2 separate regions of the Rattus norvegicus genome follow, and region 2 is linked to region 1. Evidence: chromatin contacts called from public Hi-C data. All regions are on one chromosome and are shown on one strand. The core of a region is the stretch at or near the end of the contact, and the rest is flanking DNA. Distances in the headings are between cores, read along the strand shown.

Region 1 (4,446 bases), core at 1,318-3,817:
CCTGCACTTAATTGGATGCGAAAGGAGGAAGCAATACTTTCTCCCTGAGTACCCTCATCTCCCATAATTCCCTTCTCCAGTGGAACCCCCGCTACCACTACTGATGCCACAGTGTGCTACACAGACTCACCACATCCACATCCCCCAGTGCTAGCTACAAATAAACATTCTCAGGACCCTCAGACCTACAATGCTGGCTGTCACCAGCCCTCCTGGGATTCCTGGTGTAGGCGCCTGTGGCAGGCTACGGAGGATGCTGTCTTGCCAGTTGGGAAATGTACAGATGTCTGCATACCACACCCAGAGATTTGGAAGTCAGTGGTGTGGGAAGGGACGGTGCTTCAGAAGAATTTAAAACTCTCCCGAGAATCTACACGGAGTGGTCCTGAGACCCCTCAACAGGCTAGGGGATAGAAATTTATTTCCAAAGGATTGTTTCCGGGAGCTAAGGTGGCAATAGCATTCCTCACACATGAGCTGGCGTCAGAACCCCATAGAAGGCTTGTCACAGAGCTGGTCTTTGCAAACAGCAAGCCTGGGAGTTTGGCTTTTAGTAGCTGTTTGTTAGTTTGTTCCATGGTGGGAATTTTGCTCAGGACTATGGAGGATCTCAGAGTCTTGCACATCGTGGTAGGCAAGTGCTCTACCACTGAGCTACACCTCCAGTCCTGAAAATGTGTATTTCTTTTTTTTTTTTTTAAGATTTATTTTTTTCCGCTTTTGGTTTATATATTATGGAGCTCAAGTACACGGTGGTCGGTGAGTCATTGGGGGGAGTTTGGGGTCACACATGACACTTCTAGTTAACAGACCATACAACAGATACACACATGATCACAAAATACCAAAAAGGTAGCTAACAAGGTTACATCTCAGTCTCCTCATTATTCAATAGCATATTGGGGATCCCGCAGCTGATGGGGAAAAGATGACCAGATTCTGGGCTTTGCAGGGTGTCCTCGAGTACATCAACCTCAAGCAACATGCAGTGCATCTTCCTCAAAAACATCTCGTCCTGCTCATAGCCTTCAGTCAGTTCTTTGGGTACCTCGGCCAAGTTTAAGGTGTCCGTGGTGTCTGCTGCCTGCACAAGCGCTGCCTACTCCACTTTGGGGTTGAACTCCACAGGGTTGATGCGGACCTCGGTGGCCGAGGGAAGCCACTCGTGCCCACGCCCTGCACATGCGAGCTGAGGAGATTGTAGGTGAGCAGTTTCATGTTGTCACACCGGAGCTCGGGACCTTATTTATTTAATTAATGTATGTGAGTACACTGTAGCTGTCCTCAGACACACCAGAAGAGGGCGACAGATCCCATTACAGATGGTTGTGAGCCACCATGTGGTTGCTGGGATTTGAACTCAGGACCTCTGGAAGAGCAGTCAGTGCTCTTAACCACTGAGCCACCTCTCCGGCCCGAAAATGTGTATTTCTAATGAGTTCCTTGGTGAAACAGATGGTCTGGAGACCTCACAGAGGAATGGTAGAGAGGATTCTTGGCTTCACCAAACTGGAGTCAGCCTCCTGAACCTTCTCCTCAGCCTATCTCTGTACTTGTTTATAAAATGGACTGAGAAACACCCCACCCTTTGGTCTGGAAGTGTAAGATAACCACAAAGCAGTGCCTAGGACACACAGGTCCCAGGCTCTATCCCTAACACGGGGGGCGGGGGGGTTTCCAACCTCGGTATCTTACATTCCTCAGTATCAGAAGGTACTCTCATTTTTTACCATTTCTCCAATGCTGTCTGATTACTCTGGACCATCATTAGCAAGAATCCTTTTAACTTTGTGTATCCAGATTCCCCCTTATGCCTGAAACCACCTCCTAGTTCTTTTCCGACCTCACTTCCTGCCGGTAAAGCCTACTTCCCCGTGGATCATTCAGACTTGAACCTAATTTGTCTCCACACTCTAAGACACCCCTGTACCCCATTGCCGAGGTCCCTGTAGGTACAGTAAGAGTTCTGAACACAAGCTTGGCCTAGTGAACTTTAATAGGGATCACTTTTTTTTTCTTTTCTCTTTTTCTTTTCTTTTTTTTTTTTTTGCCCTTTAACTCCACCTAACTCACATGATCTTCATGGCAGGCCTCTGAGGTCATCATCCAGGCCTGGGTTACAGAAAGTGAGGCACAGGGCAGTTAATTGTTGGCCTGAAGTAACCTAGCTAGTGATGACTGTTGAGGGTGGAGTTAGCTCCAGGGCCCCAATTCTCTGCCAGGTGCAGTTCAGTTTAAGAATGAGAGTTTGTTCTAAGAACTACCTGGAGCTCTTTCTTCTGCCAGAGCCTTTCTCCCAGCGAGCGATATCATCAAAACTATGCAGGGGAAGGCACCAGAAAGTCTTGCATTCCTGTTCCTGTTCCTCTAGGACATGTCCCCCAGCTGCTCAGGGCCTGCTGGTTTTCCTTAAAGAGTCACCTCCAAGCCTTTCCCTTAAGCATTGACATTCCTTCCTGGACCTTCAAAAGAGCTGTCATCTTTGTTTCTCACAGCACACAGTCCCTCCCAGGGTCACCTGCCTTTAACACCAGGTCCTGACAAAGTGATAAGACCTCTGAGATGACGAAGCATTAATGCCAGAGCCCCGATGATTCATCCATCCACTCCTACGGCCTTTCTGCTAAGATCTATGAAACATTTTTGAGGTTGGAGATTGAACTGCAGACAGTCTTTGTGCATAATTTTAAAAATAATATTACAAGCTATATGCACTCGGCAGAAATAGTACTTTAGATGTCTAACTAGGGGGCTTAGGGTTTTTCTTAGGACAAAGTCTCATTATATAGCCTAGGTTGGCCTCAAACTCTTGACAATTTCCTGCCATGGGAGTACTAGTTTATAGGCATATATGGCTACAGTGAGCTTCAATTGTTGAATTTGGACTTTCTGCCTTAAGAAAGTCCATAAGATCATCCATGGTTTCTCATAGACTAGGCTTTTTGTACAAGGATTTTGCCCAGCTCTAGGCTAATGTGTTAGGACAGGGTGGGCTGAGCTAGAATAGGCCGTAGGTAAGATGGTTTGTCAGTGTTATTTTTGTTGTTATGAGACAAGATCTGGTGTATCGCAGGCTTGCCTCGGACTCTTAAACTAACTGTGTAAGTGTACTAGTTAGATTTTGTCAACAAGGCACAAGCTAGAATCATCTGAAAAGATGAAACCACAACTGAAAAGAGACCTCCATGAAGATTGGCTGGTAACCAGTCTGTGGGGTCATTTTCTTAATTGGTGATTGATGTGAGAGAGCCCGATCCACTATTGGCAATGCCACCTAGACACCTGGACAGATGATCCTTGGTTATATATGACGGGAGCTGAGTAAACTGTGGGGAACAAGACAGTAGGCAGTGTTTCTACATGAGTTCAGCTTTGGTCCATACTTCCGGGTTCCTGCACTGACTTCCCTTCATTACAGATGATCAACTGGACAATTAAATGAACTCCTTTCTCCACAGGTTGCTTTTGATCATTGTGTCTATCACAGCAACAGAAAACCAACTAGAGCAGTAGCCAGCCTCGAACTTCTGATCCTCCAGCTCCTACCTCCCAATTGTTGAGATTAAAACATGACTCCATGCCTCATTTATACAGTGCTGGGACTCAAACTCAGGACTTTGATCATGTTAGTCAAGCAACTGAACTTTTTTAAAAAAAGATTTATTTTATGTGCATTGGTGTTTTGCCTCCATGTGTCTTTGAAGGTGCCAGATCCCCTGGAATTGTAGCTACAGGCAGTTAGAGTTGCTGTGGGGATGCTGGGAATTGAACCTAGATCCTCTGAAGAAGAGCAGCCAGTCCTCTTAACTGCTGAGCCATCTCACCAGCCCCTGCACTAAACTTTTAACTTGGACTATTTTCAATTTAGGTTGGCGTTACCTCAATGTAGCTCCATTATAAACTCAGGAATACCTGTGCAAGGAAATCATGGCTGCTTACCTCAAGGTAGCTTACCTAGAGGACTAGGAAACCAGGGAACACAAGCCCCAAATGACAGAGATCCCACCTGACTTCCTTCCTGTTACCTAGAGCAGAACCTAGAGCCTGGTAGCTGCTCAATAAGGATCTGCTGGATGGATGAATGAATGACTAAATGAATGAGTGGGTTGAAAGGGCAACCACCTAAGGAGAACCACCTTGTTCTCTCTTCCCAACAGAGCCTGGAACACTGTAGCCTGATGTGAATGATATGTCTATTTGGGGTTATAATTCAATCAACTATGATCATTCAACTACTAGACCCCATTTAAGAAGCACCCTTCAGTCTCTTCCGACCAGGGAGCCAGCCTCCGAGAAGGCTCCTTGGAAGTGTTCGTGGTCCCTCAGGAGGCAGTGTAAAAACACTGTACATGAAATGAACAGTGAAGTTGAAGAGAGGGAGGAGGAGGAAAAAGAGGAAGAGTAGGAGCAAGAGGAAAGTAGGGAGAGAGAGAAGGGAGAAAGAGG
Region 2 (5,181 bases), core at 1,922-4,421, 320 kb after region 1:
TCCCCCCCCAAGGGGTGGGGTTGGGAAGCTGGGTTAGGCATGAATGAAGAAATGAAGTCATATATTCTGTATTCTTCTGAAGTCACATATGTAGCAGTTTTCAAACAATAGCCCTGACTTCTCTGACACACTTCCCTTTGTGGGAAGGGCTTGCTTCCTTTCCCTTTCAATCTGGCCTCTGTGACTGCTTAAGCAATATATTATTGCACAAATGACACCACCATAGGGTGCTCTTTCCGTAAATCTTTCTCTGTGTGTGTGTGTGTGTGTGTGTGTGTGTACTCGCGCGCGTGCGCATGCGCATGAGATCATGCGTGTGAATGCAGGCAGGCACTATGGAGCTTTAGAGGACACCTCTGGTGTCGGTCCTCACCTCCTCCTACCCTGTTTGAGACAGGGTCTCTGTTTACCTTTGTTCAGCATCTTCGTCTCCATCTTGCGTTTCATTGTAGAAATGTCGGGACTACAAAATCATGCAGGGTACCTCCTGGCTCTTCTGGGGTATGGACTGAGGCTCTTGAGTCAGAGCCTCATGCTTGTGTGGCAGCCCCCTCCCCCTTGAGAGAGAGTTCTGCTGTGGGTCCCAGACTGGCCTTGAGGTTGGGTCCTCCCTCATTTTGCAGGGCTGCCACACCTGGCTTAGGACTTGCTTAATGCAGGTGAGTGGGCCCATGAGCATTTATAGATCTAAACTGCTACTCAAAGAAAGAGGCCAAAATGGCTTTGGGGAATCTTTAAGCTGGGAAAACTCCTCTGAATCTGCTTCTAGGCTTAGGCTTTAAGTAACTGGCAGCTTCCATTTCCTCTCTCTTGGGATGCTCTGCTCTTGGCACACAGCCACCATGCTGTAAGGAAGCCCAAGCCACCCCGTGGTGCAGCCCACATGGAGGAGAAGCACAGCCAGCTTGGCCTTGCCAGCTCTGGGTGTGCACCATCCTGAAAGTGGATCTCAGCGGAGCTACCGTGACCCACACAACACACAGCATGGTCAGGCCCCACACTAGATTTTTGAGCCAAATAAATGACCACTAACCCCAGGGTAGCTTAGCTTAGTAATAAGTAACAAGGTAACTCAGACATAGCAGACTGCACAAATCTTAAATGTTCTTTTTATATGTTTATAAAACCATGTAATTGCTAACTAGGTTGCATAGAGAAGGTCTGCATCTCTCTAAGACAGTTCTCTAGATAAATAGTACCTGAACTCTGAGTCTACTGCCTAACATTTATTATTATTTTTTTTTCAGAGATGTTTCCAAACTTAACTGAATGAAAAATACTCTCTTCAGCATCCTTGGATGAAGTCAGCACTGGCTCTGGTGTGTAGGCCAGGAGAGTGGAAGGTCGGTGGAAGACAAGCAGACTTCAATCTGTAAGCACTGGGAAGTAGGCTGGCAGGAAAAAACTGATCTGCTCTTAAATCTGTCAGCAAAGTCGCCTTGTAAAAACCAAGCGCAAGAGCCAAGCACAAGAGCGTGGGGTGCTCTCTTAGTACCTGTGATCTACCTGTGGTCAGTAGCACCCCGAGGCCTAACTTGTCCCCATCCCAAACAACAGAGGCCGGTAGAGGCTTCGGGGGTGGGGTGGGGTGAATCTTGAAACTGGGTGGAGAGAGGACCCCTCCCTCTCTTCCCAATCTGGTTCACCAATTGCTTTATTCCAAACTGTGCGCTGATTTCCATTAATCACACTTGGCCCTAATTACCCTGGAGCAACCATTCTTCCCCTGGCCTGGAGCTGGAATTTTAAGGGGCGACTGACAAAGCAGGTCCGGGGGTCCGAACAATAGTGGTAGCTTCAGGAAAAGGCTGGTGAGGTGTCATCCATCCCCAGTCCTTTCCTTCTAGACTGTGGAAGTTCCAGGCCTGCTGGTGATCTCCCCAGGTAGGAACCCGAGTTCCTCCACTAAATAGATTTTCCTTTTGTTGTCACATTAATTTGCAACTCATTAATAGTGACAGAAGTGAGGTACTGCAACGATGTCATTTGCATATTCATGAGTGACTTATTATTAAACAAATAAGATTTTCCTATCTTCGCAGCACCCAAAGTAAGGCTGAACAGTACATTACACCGGCCCCGTGCTTTATTCTCTCTTTAATATGTTAATAGATGCAGTTGATTTCTTTAAGTAAATACGCATCTATAAAACAACACGTACTTTATAAAAAAGAAATTTAAATAATAATCCATTAGCAAAGTTGGCAACAATTTAAGAGGAACAACCCATTAATACTAACGCGTGGGAATCAATTTTTAACTCGGGTGGTGGGTTGGGACGATTGAGGGGGAGGACCTGCAAGTGTTGTGTGAGCTTCAAAAAAAAAAAACAAAAAACATTTTAGTGAGTTTCAGGAGACAAGGACTGAGATCCTTTACATCTTTCGGGCGCCGGCTCCCGGTAGGTGGAAAGCTGTCCGAGTCTTCACCTCCACATCTGCGTTTTCCCTGCGTCCTCTGAGATCCGAGCAGTGGGCTGACATCTAGCACGTGGCTTTTCACCGGGCCCCTAGGCTGCCCTAGCAGCACAGGGTTAAGCGGGGTGGGGGTGGGGCAAGGCCTGGCGTCCAGGAGCTTCTCCCACCCTGGCCGAGGCTGGGGCTCTCCCCCTCCTGTCCTCCATCCCCGGGCACCGGCTTCATCACAGCCGATTCTTTCCAGCTGGGGTCAGGGTGGCCTCCCCCCGCGGTGTCGCGGAGCTCAGGGCCAACCGCGCACTCTTATCTCGGCCGAGTCAGACACTCGCCGCGCGGAATCTGTTGACATTTACTATTGTTCGCAGGAGTCCCGAGCGCCGGGCGGGAGCGGGAGGGGCGAGGCGAGGGAGGGCGGCAAGTGTGAGGCCAGCGCTCCACGTGTGTGTGCGCGCGCGCGTGCTCGCCGAGGAGGTGGGGAGGGCCGTCTTCTTGGAAAATAAAAGTGGCCGGCGGGCCCGGAAGCTTCCAAGCCGGCTGAGCAGCCCACGCCGGGAATTGAAGTGGTGGCGCGCGGGGGTGGGGTGGGGGGAGGTGGGTGCAGGAAGGAAGACCGGGCAGCGGGCCGTGGGCACCGCGGGGGAGGGGTGGGGACGGCTCCAGCCGCACGGCCCCCAGTGACCCACAGGACACAAGTGCATTTGTGCCTAGCCGTGGTAGGGATTAAAGTGCCATACGGCCCGAGCGAGGGGGGTGAGGCGGGTAGAAAACAACCCGCGCGCACAAAGCGCGCATTGTTCCAGCCACCTCCATTATGCCGCGCTGCAGCCAAGAGCCTGTTTCGCAACTGCCGTCCCGGCGATCGGGCGCGCGCGCGCGTACACACACACACACACACACACACACACACACACACACACACACACACACACACACACACACACACACACACACACACACACACACACAATCTACCTCCCTGGCCAAGGCACTGAGTGCGTGACTGGAAAGGGCTGCCGGGGCAGGGCTGTGAGTAATGGGGACTCGCGGGTATCTTGAAGAGCTCGGTTGAGCTCTTTAAGGGTTTTCGTCCTCGTCTTCTCGGCACTTTTCGTTTTTCTGGCTCCTGCCCCGAGCGCACCCCGGAGCGAGGAACTTCCCCTGGGGAGGAGGCGACGGCGGGGGTGTGAAGTGGAGAGGGCGCGCTCTCAACCGCTGTCACCCGCGGATCGCAGCCCCAGGCGCACAGCGCTTGCTTGCTCTGCTGAAGACACGTGCGCAGAAGGAACGGGGACAGCATCCTTGCTTTCCAAGGAGAGGCTCCCGGAGCACCCACTCCAAGGCTTCCTGGCACTCGGGGACTTCCCCGTGTCGGGAGCGGAAGCTGTGGAATCCCGCACAGCGCTGCTTGGCCTGCTGGTGCGTGCCTGCCAAGTGGGCCAGCTCAGTCTTCTTTACACTAACCACGCAGGGCCCAGGCCCTGGCCTCCACCCGCTGTGGCATTAAGCTCCCCGTTTAGGCACACTGAGAGGGAATTTAAGCCTTGGCAGCATCAGAAGGTTCCGTCTTTAGGTGCAGAGTAGGGGGAGGATTAGAAGCCACCCCACTTTCCAGAACCCTTGCTGAGCCCTCTTGTAGGCAGGTGGGGACCGAAGGCGCTCAGGCTCCGCAAGCTAGCGAAGTCTGGTTTCCTTTACGTTTTACAAGCTATAAATAAACTTCCCCTTGGGCGGATGAGCGCTGCGTCCAAGGGCGGCTTCTCGCCGAATCCGGCGGGCGGTTTACGATCTGGGCCAGGAGCTGGTCTTAACGCGGCCTGAGCCCAGGGTGGGGCGATGGCTCAGGGAAAGCTCAGAGGTCGTCCAGGAGTGGTCGAATGACCCTCCTCTTCCCCGCCGGGCTGAGGCGCCTCAGCTTTGAGGCCTGGGGGTGGAGCTGGTTGATTTATGAGCCGTCACCCCACCCCGCCCCTCCCGTTTCACTTGTTTTCCTCATCTTCTCTAGCTCTAGCCATGTTCCCAAAGCCTCACCCCGCAACCATGCCCAGTGAGGATTTGGCAACATCGGGCGGCTAGAGCACTGGCCGGGGGCCCCGGGCGAGCAACGGGGTGCAAAGGGTACGAGTGAAGCCTTTGGTGTTTTTTCACCCCCCTGTACCTTAGGCAGCCTAGCAGGACAAAGCTGGGTGGCCAAAGCCTGAGAGGCTGAGATGAAGGGCTGGCCTCTAGGGGTGGGGCAATCCCAAGCCTTTGGGGTAGATTCCTGACTTTCTCAAGGTCATCGGGCTGGGGGACTAGGACCATTGGCTCATACCAGAGCAGTAGCCAGGGCACCAGTTAACACCTTGCCAAAGGTCTTCATATCACCTCATCTTTAAGGCTGTTACGTTTCCTAAGGAGGTAGAGACGCAGCAGCCATAAAAGACAGGGCAAGGAAGCCACCCTGGGTCCCAAGACTGCTTTTCGTCGAGCGAGTGCAGGTTTGCTCTGCTCTGATGCTCGCACTGTCTAAGTAGGAGGCCTGGCCTTCAACACACAGGTAGACGGTGTGTGGATGTGGGCCTAGGCCGGAAGTGGAGTGGAGGTGACTCAGGTAGTTGGCTACCTTCTTTCCATCTGAGATTTAGGAGAGGTGAGTTGGGCAAACACAAGTGAAGGTCCTCTTTAGCCTGGGACAGCATTGCCCCTTTGCCCTCTGTAGCTGGTGGCAGAGGGATTCCTGGTGGCATTAATCTCAGGGCTGGATCCTAACCTTGATCTCCGGGGA

The links. Hi-C and Micro-C count contacts between places; a contact is called where the count stands out from the background.
Region 2: a contact with region 1 is called in a Hi-C map of the A7r5 cell line, with 2.9 times the contacts expected there. The contact joins two enhancer-like sites. A contact is called at or near these places in 2 of 12 Hi-C or Micro-C datasets (the A7r5 cell line and mammary epithelial cells).

Annotation. Positions count from the first base shown.
Region 1 is chrX:13,114,689-13,119,134 of GRCr8, forward strand. All of the region lies in intron 1 of LOC134484123 (a long non-coding RNA gene), which reads right to left. It also overlaps the pseudogene Trmt112-ps3. Among named protein-coding and RNA genes, the nearest start is that of Atp6ap2, 230 kb to the left of the region's middle. Within about 2 kb of position 2,568, at least 5 of the 93 cell types and tissues checked have an H3K27ac peak or open chromatin away from gene starts, as enhancers often do. A contact at or near this core is called in the A7r5 cell line, where this site is marked.
Region 2 is chrX:13,435,085-13,440,265 of GRCr8, forward strand. No RefSeq gene overlaps it. Among named protein-coding and RNA genes, the nearest start is that of Rpl37al2, 24 kb to the right of the region's middle. Within about 2 kb of position 3,172, at least 46 of the 93 cell types and tissues checked have an H3K27ac peak or open chromatin away from gene starts, as enhancers often do. A contact at or near this core is called in the A7r5 cell line, where this site is marked.